Linked DNA regions of Sus scrofa: region 2 is linked to region 1. A link is a contact called in public Hi-C data. All regions are on one chromosome and are shown on one strand. Each heading gives the region's core, a stretch centred on a gene start, on an enhancer-like site or on the middle of the called end of the contact. The rest is flanking DNA. Distances are from core to core; before and after follow the strand shown. Region 1 has its middle 35 kb from the start of ZHX3. Region 2 has its middle 9.9 kb from the start of LPIN3.

The links. A called contact is a pair of places that touch in the nucleus more often than the background predicts.
Region 2: a contact with region 1 is called in a Hi-C map of liver, with 5 times the contacts expected there. The contact joins two enhancer-like sites. A contact is called at or near these places in 19 of 47 Hi-C or Micro-C datasets (adipocytes, alveolar macrophages, brain and 9 more) and 2 of 2 datasets of contacts at active chromatin or transcription factors (alveolar macrophages and skeletal muscle).

The regions. Positions count from the first base shown.
Region 1 is chr17:43,891,748-43,895,896 of Sscrofa11.1, reverse strand. It overlaps a transcript of ZHX3 not described here. Among named protein-coding and RNA genes, the nearest start is that of ZHX3, 35 kb to the right of the region's middle. Within about 2 kb of position 1,731, at least 28 of the 83 cell types and tissues checked have an H3K27ac peak or open chromatin away from gene starts, as enhancers often do. A contact at or near this core is called in liver, omental adipose tissue, retroperitoneal adipose tissue and 2 more, where this site is marked.
Region 2 is chr17:43,981,713-43,985,861 of Sscrofa11.1, reverse strand. No RefSeq gene overlaps it. Among named protein-coding and RNA genes, the nearest start is that of LPIN3, 9.9 kb to the left of the region's middle. Within about 2 kb of position 2,336, at least 28 of the 83 cell types and tissues checked have an H3K27ac peak or open chromatin away from gene starts, as enhancers often do. A contact at or near this core is called in liver, omental adipose tissue, retroperitoneal adipose tissue and 2 more, where this site is marked.

The sequences.
Region 1 (4,149 bases), core at 482-2,981:
TAAGAGCAATGCCCATAAATAATAGCTCTGCTGATGCTTAGATTTTAGTGTTAATATTAATATAATTAGTATTTTGAAAGCCTGTTTTTCTTCTTGACCTGTCATCTCATGAAAACATTAGATCGTAATTTTATGTCTTAAAATCTCACCACTATGGAAGAATTGGTCTGGAGGAAGGCCCAACTAATTTGGCGAAAAGTGCAAAGGACTGAATATACATAAAGAAATGTAATTTTTAAAGTTCAAATGAGTATGTGTTATAACAATTCATATTAGAATAACAAACCATGGCCTTCAGTAATTAGAGACTCTTTTAGAACCAACACGAAGTTCATATGGTGATTTTTAGTAACTATATGCTTTTAAAGGTCTCAGAAAATATTTTTCAGGTAAGTTTAGTATAGCTGAAGAAGGCATTTACTAAGCAAAACCTGTCTTCAATCAAGTCCCAGGACAGTTGAGTGATTCTGTGAAGAAATACTCATTCCGTAGTCATGAGGTCAAGGATTCCAGGGTTAGGGCTTAGGAGGCAGATGAGCAAAATCAAAAACAAACCTGGCCTACTCTGTATCCATTAATGGATCGGCCCCTAATTACCAAAGGGTAACATTGTCCCATCTGGGGTTGGAGGCCTGAAAAGGGAAACACTGCCCCACCTGGGATTGGCACCTAGGAGTGCCAACATCAAGGCTGTGATGAGAGGATGTTGCAAGCTGTCTGTTCGTCCTCTCATTTTCACCCTTCCTTTGCTTCTTGAAGTAGAACCAGAAATAAAGACTGTTTTTGAAGGAGAAAAATGCTGGAAATGTGGGAAAAGTATCTAAATCTTAAGCCAATTCTGTATTATTATTTTGCATCATCACTAGTAAAAGAAAATTTGCCGAATTTTTAAGAAAAAAAATTAATATCTAATGTGACCGAGCTGTGGAACTCAGCATGCCCCTCTGCCAAAACCGAGATTATATATAGCACAGGAAAGGAAAGAGCCCCGCTTTCCTCCCGTGGCCGCGAGCAGAGCAGGAGCAGCACTTACGTAACGGGGTGTGCGCTGCGTCTGCCCTCGGCTCACACAGCGGGGCCTCGGTGGTGGCAGGCTCTTTGTTTGCCTCTGCGTTAACTCTTGCCTGCTTCCTCTGTAACGGGGGCCTGTGCCTGGCACGTAAGGAAATGCCGGAGACACGGAACCAGAACAGGCCCTTATGGTCTTAGTCTAGTGGAGCAGATGGGCAGGTGAGGGGCCAAGAGGCTGTGGGTCCTGAGGCCAAGGGGAGGCACGGCATGGGGAACCTGCCAACCTGGCCTGGTCGTCCCGAGAGGCCCTCCCAGTGAAATCCCTCGCCTCCCCACCCTGTGCTTTGCTCTGCTATAAAAAGGCCGTAATGCCTTTACTGTTTGTAGGTATTTTATGCTGCTGTGAAAGCTGAATGTGCCTCACCCTTGGTGGACATTTTGTAAATAGTCGTTTCTCTGCCTCTTTCCGCTCTGCAAACCCCCAGACCCTGTTCTGCCTGGTTTTCGTTTCACTGAGAAACATGGCCCACTATTTGAACTCTGTCAGTGTCTCTCTCTTGAACCTCAGAATTTGCATCTTCACCCCCCTTCTCCTTCCTGTCTCCCAGGATATGTATTCCAGTTCCTTTCTGCTTTTCCTGGGCAAGTGCGGTCCAAGGCTGAGAGGTGCAGGAGTGGAGATAGCCAGTGAAGGGAAGGATGATGCCTCTGTCACAGACACATCACAGCTCACTCTCCTTCTCATCCAGGTCCCTTAGAGCCTCTCAGATAAGCTTGGGGTTTCCAGGCTCCTGTAGCATTTCCCCTGTCTTCCTCTCTTGCTTCAGTTCACTGAAAGGAGTAAAGAGCCCTTTGCAAGCTGTCAAGTCTAAAATCCTTTCTTTCCTCCTGCAATGTTCTTCTCTCAGCAGGGTCCTGCTGAGCATCCTTCAAAGGGGCCTCATCCTGGGGTCCTGCTTGGCTCCATTTGTCCTGATGTTGTTAGAGTCTGTATTTGAAGGGGTTGATGAGAGGACACTCGGCACACATCTGTCCCCTTTCCTGTCTGGTTCGTGGCCTCCCCTTTCTGCTCTGCTCCTCCCCAGACCCCATATCCAGCCAGGCCCCAGTTGCTGACACACTGCCATCTGAAGCAGTGGTTCTCAACAGTGGACACTTGGCAGCGTCTGGAGACTCTTTTGATTGTCACAAGGAGGCAGGGTGGAGGTGCTACTGGCACCTAGTGGGTGAAGCTCTAAATATCCTATAATGCAGTCCCCTGAACAAAGAATTATCTGGTCTAAAATGTTAACACCAAGGTTAAGAAGCCCTGATCAAAGGGGTTTCCCACACGAGTCCCTTTCTTTGTGCTTGCCTGCCTCCATGTCTGCACTTGTAGGGGTTTTGTTAACCTCCAAAGCTGCTCCTCCCCAGTGGGTGGCCTCACCTCTCTGGGGTCTTCCCTCACTCCTCTTCAGTCAGAGCTGGTCTCTGCTCTGTCCATGAAACTGCTTGTGTCCATTCACTGAACACTTCATGCCTTGGCCTTCTATGAGCCCCCTTCAACATGATTTATTCTTTCTCTTTTGAAAGCAAAACAAGAGCTTGGCTATCATGAGGATGACCATGCAAATCCCAGTTTATATAATAGTAAACTTGCACAACATGCAGTGAACCCTGGACTTGGCATCAAGATATCTGGTCTGGTCCCCAGCTATCCTCTTCCATCTCTGTGACCACAGACATAATTTCCCTGAGCTCTGGCTTCCATGCAGGTATGGGAGAGACAACATCCATGTCCTAGGATCGTTGAAGCTGTGAGGGTATGTGAGCTTAGAACCGGCTACACAATGATCAGTCAGATATAGGCTGAAACTTAAAATGATTCCAGGGTCCCAGATGTGACCAGGAGACGAAATTGTTTCCCATTGCCTTGATAGCAGCGATCTTAATTCCAGATCGCAGTTCACCATTACTCCTTACGTAAGAATGAGCGGATGCCCCGCAGCACATCCTTTTCGCGGCACAAGTGCTGGAGTATTGGTTCTCTCCCCTCATCCCATATGCTTCTGACTGCCTTTGTTTTAGAAGTTGATGTTCCTCCCTCTCTTGGAACACTGGGGCCCTAGAACTGTACTCTGGAGGTTGGGGGGTCTGTCCTGCCCCGAGGTACCCAGAAGCCAGTGGCCTTGTGAAGGGGTTGCTGAAGCATGAAAGGGACACTGCATCCATCCATTCACTCCCACCACTTTCTGGTACACGGAGACCAGCACAGAGGAAGTAGTTCAGACATTATGTTACGTTTACTTTTTGCCACAGTGCTAAGCGGTTAGTGACACCTGATCTCGTGGGTTTTAAAGGCAGTTTCCATATACCCATTAGGATTAGGATTATAAAAAATCATGTGAATATTCAACAGTGGAGATAACATCTAGTATTTGCCCAAAGGGTTTCAAACATAACCTCTCAATATATGGCCTTATCTCTAGAATAGAGGAGAAATCTTTGCATATCAAGAAAAGAACTGATTCAGTCCCTGGAGATAGCTATGAAATGTCCTGATGCTGCACCAATGGTGTTGGCCTTCCTTTTTTATCAGTGGCTGAAGAAATATTACATGAGGTGGCTGTGGGTCCGAGGCTGGGAGACAGGTGGTATCTTAGCAGCTGGGCGTTGGCATCGGCAGGACTCCCACAGCTGTCGGCAGCAGCACATGATGCCACACACCATGTCCCTTCTCAGCTCTGTGTCCCAGGACCCGGCTCTCCTCTCTGATGGGCTGTCTTGTACTGTTCACGCTTAGGGATGTTTGTGCTTTGGGTTAAGTGTGTAGCTTTGGAAGCAGGAAGACCTAGGTTTGAGTCCCAGCTGTCACCTGCTGCTTGTGTGACCTGAGTCAAGTTACTTATCCATTTAACTTTGGTTTCCCACTTTGGGAAATCAGTAGCTGAAACTTAGCTCATAGGATTATCACAAGGATTAAAATAAATGAGGAAATAAATGTAAAGAGCAGTTAGCACAGTGCCTGATGTATAGTAATTTTACACAGCCGGTGATGGGAGTGGTGGTGGTTCTCCTTGAGGGCAGAGATGTGGCTTTGGATCCTCCCATGTCCAACATGTTTCTTAGCACAGAACTGAGTGTCTAGTAGCACTCAAA
Region 2 (4,149 bases), core at 1,087-3,586, 89 kb before region 1:
CTCCTAATTTATCCTTCTCCCCCCCTTTCCCCTTTGGTAACCATAGTTTGGTTATGTTAACCTTGAGTTTTCTGTGTCTGTGAATCTGTTTCTGTTTTGTAAATAAGTTCATTTGTGTTGTTTTTTAGATTCCATATATAAGCGATATATAATATATCTTTGTCTATGTAACTTACTTTACTTGGGATGATAATCTCTAGGTCCATCCATGTTGCTGCAAATTGAAATATTTCATTCTTTCTCATGGTTGAGTAGTATTCATTGTATTTGTGTATTTCATCTTCTTTATCCATTCATCTGTTGGTGGAGACTTAGGTTGCTTCCGTGTCTTGGCTATTGAAAATGTTGCTGCAGTGAACCTTGGGGTGCACATATCTTTTCAAATTGGAGTTTTCAGAGTTTCTGTCGTGGCGCAGCGGAAACGAGTCCAATGCATACATGAGGTTGAGGGTTCGATCCCTGGCCTTGCTCAGTGGGTTAAGGATCCGGTGATACCATGAGCTGTGATGTAGGTCGCAGACATGACTCAGATCTGGCATTGCTGTGGCTCTTGTGTAGGCTGGCAGCAGCAGCTCCAATTTGACCCCTAGCCTGGGAACCTCCATATGCCATGGGGGCAGCCCTAGAAAAGACAAAAGACAAAAAAAAAAAAAAAAAAGAACTGGAGTTTTCATTTTTTCTGGATATATGTCCAGGAGTGGGATTGCTGGATAATATAGTAATTCTGTTTTTAGTTTTGGGGGATTTTTGGTCCACACCTGTGGCATGTGGAAGATCCCTGGCCAGGGATTGAATCTGTGCTGTAGCTGTGACCTGAGCCCCTGCAGAGATAATGCTGGATCCTTAATCTACTGTGCCACAAGGAAACTCCCTATTTTTAGTTTTTTGAGCAATGTCTATACTATTTTCCAGAGTGGCTGTACCAATTTACATTGCTACCAACAGTGTAGGAGGGTTCCCTTTTCACCACACCTTCTCCAGCATTTGTTATTTGTAGTCTTTTTGATGATGGCCATTCTAACCGGTGTGAGGTGGTAAATCATTGTAGTTCTGGTTTGCATTTCTCTAATAATTAGTGGTGTTGAATATCTTTTCATGTGCCTGTTGGCCATCTGTATATCATCTTTAGAGATGTGTCTGTTTAGACCTTCTGCCTGTTTTTTGATTGAGTTGTTTGGTTTTTTGTTGTTGAGTTATATGTGCTCTTTGTATATTTTGGAAATCAAGCTCTGCATCATTTGCAAGTATTTTCTCTTAGTCCACGGGTTATAAGTCATGATTCTTCAAGTGTGGTCCCTGGGCCAGCAGCTGCAACATCACCTGGGAACTTTTTAGAAATGCATATTTTCAGGCCCCGCTCTAGACCTACTGAATCAGAAACTCTGGAGATGGAGCCCAGCAGTCTGTATTTTAATAAGCTCCCTTTTGTGGCACTGAAGTGTCTCTGATGCTTGCTCTAGTTTGTGACCTGCTGCTCTAAGAGATGAACTAACTGCAGAAGCCTGCCGTCCAGGTAGAGGTATAGGAAATGGTAGAGGACCACCGGACAGGACGCCTGTGATCATTCTGAGTACCATGCCTGGGCCAGGCTCTGGAGATACTGCAGCAACCCCGTAGTCTAGGTGGGGGGAGGGGGAAGGGGAGGAAGAAGAGGGAGGAAGGAGAAGAACAGACAGGCAGTCAGGCAATTGTGATGTAAGATGACTGGACTGGGGGGGCCGAGCCCACAAGCCCACAGCAGGATGGGAGGGTCAAGGAATGCTTTCCAGAGTAGATCTCTATCTAAGCCTGAAAAATAGGTTGGAATTAGATGAAGAAGGGTGGGAACAGTGTTCCAAGTGTAAGGACTAGTTTGTAGAAAGGCCATGCGGAGCTACCTGGGGGTGGTTCTGTCTTGATGATGGAAGATGAGACAAGGTGAGTAGGGAGCAGGGGAGGAATCAGATTGTGTGTGTGGAGGGGGGAGGGTATTCTGCCCTCAAAGCAAAGTTAGAAGCTTTAGTGGGCCATGAGAAAAAGCCTCTGGCTTCCGTGTAGAGCAGGTACTAAGGAAGATTGTGGTGGGCAGGGCGGAGAAGAAACCCGGGGGTGTCAGGCCTTCTTTTGCCCCTAGATCCAGGCTGCCTCTGCCCTCCAAGGCAGCTGCAGAGACTCAACCCCCAATCAGAGCTTTGGGCAGGTGGTGGTTCCAAGGCCCGGCTTGCAGCTTCCAAGGCCAGCTCCTTTCTAGCCTAGGAGGTGGGGCTGGCGAAACAGCCCCTCCGACCCCGCCCACCACTACCGGCCCGGCCCCCGGTGGTCCCGCCCTCCACCGCCGGCCCCGCCCCCAGCCCAGCTCCCCCCTCCCAGCTGTCGGCTGGAGGAACAGGCCTTGGGCCACTGACGTGGGTCGCTTTTCTCTTCCTTGTTCTTTTCCCCTGGTGATGTGGCTAAGGCTGCAGTGCTGCTGGGGCCTCTTCCAGCCTTTAAGGGACAGGCTCTGAACGTGGTCAGGGATCCCTAGGCTGAAGGGCAGGAGAACTTCCGGTGCTGTCCCCTACTTCTGCCAACCAAGCTGTTGGTGCCAGACAAGGACTGACTTGGCCTGGCCAGGTTATCTAGCAGTGTGGGCTGCGGCCAGGCAGCTTCTGGCTCCAACTGTCCTTCCCAGAAAAACGTCAGTTTGACTGAGCCCCTTTGGAATCTATTTGCAGTTTCTAGCCTAAGAATACTGACAGATCATGAACCACTCTATGAAATCGAGCTTTCTCTGTGTTCTAAGATCCCTGCAAGACTTACCAACTGTCCCATGGGCTGAACCTTGAGCAGGGGACCTCCTGTTCTTCCTCTTTTTATTTAGATCTTCATTCCAGCCCTACCCCCTCTACCTAGCATCCAGAAATCATATCTCAGGCTTTGCAATTCCAGGAAGCTCTAGCATGGATGTTCAAAATATTTAAATGTTGTTCACAAATAGAATGATAATAGATGTTCAAAAATACTGTTTAGAGATCATTTGATGCTGGGCCTTGACTTATCTATAGATGGAGTATATATCATAAATAGAATGATCATAGATGTTCAAAAATATTGTTTAGAGATCATTTGATGCTGGGCCTTGACTTATCTATAGATGGAGTATATACAGGAGGGCCAGGGGCAGTCTACGTGGGTGGAAGTGATGAGTGAAGCCACCACTGGAGAGGACACTGGAGAGAGACAGTGAGTGCAAGGACATGGCCTATCTGGCTTCGAATATAGGGCAAAGTTGTGGGTCTTGAGGAGCCACTGATGGTTGTTGAGCAGAAGAGTGATACAGTATTGCTAGTCACCATGCTTGATCCTTTGTAAATGCTGTATGCGCGTCCTGCCCGCTTGTTCTCTCAACCTGGTCAGTGCTTCCTCCCCCATCCATATGGTTAGTTCCTTTGTTGGATTCCAGCTCCATTGTTCCTTCCTCGGGGAAACCTTTAGTGGCAGACAGACTCTAAGGTAACCCCTTGTATCCCTGCCTCCTAGTTTTCATGCCTTTGTGTGAGTGGGATGTGTGACGTGCTTTTAACCAATAGAATATGGCAAAGGTGATGGGATGTCACCTCCCGTGGTACGTTGCATCATACCAAAGTCTTGCTAGGAAATTCCCGTTGTGGCTCAGTATTAATGACCCCGACTAGTATCCATGAGGATGCAGGTTTGATCCCTGGCCTCGCTCAGTGGGTTAAGGATCCGGCATTGCCATGAGCTGTGGTGTAGGTTGAAGATACAGCTCAGATTGGATCCTTGCTGTGGCTGTGGTGTAGGCCAACAGCTGTAGCTCTGATTCAACCCCTAGTCTGGGTTGACTTCTATATGCCACAGGTGCAGCCCTAAAAAGCAAAAAAAAAAAAAAGTCTTGCTCTTGCTAGAAGACTAGCTCTGGAGACTCTCCCTGCTGACTTGATAAAGTCAACAGCCATGTTGAGGAAGCAAACATGGCAAGGAGCTCTGGGTGGCTTCTAGAAGCTAATAATCAGCAAGAAGCCGGGGTCCTCAGTCCCACAGCCACAAGGAAATGAATCCTGCTAACAGCCTGAGGGGGGCTTGGGAGTGATTCCTCCCGACTTGAGCCTCCAGATGAGAATGCAGTCCAGCTGTCACCTTGATTACAGCCTCGTGGGTCCCTAAGGCAAA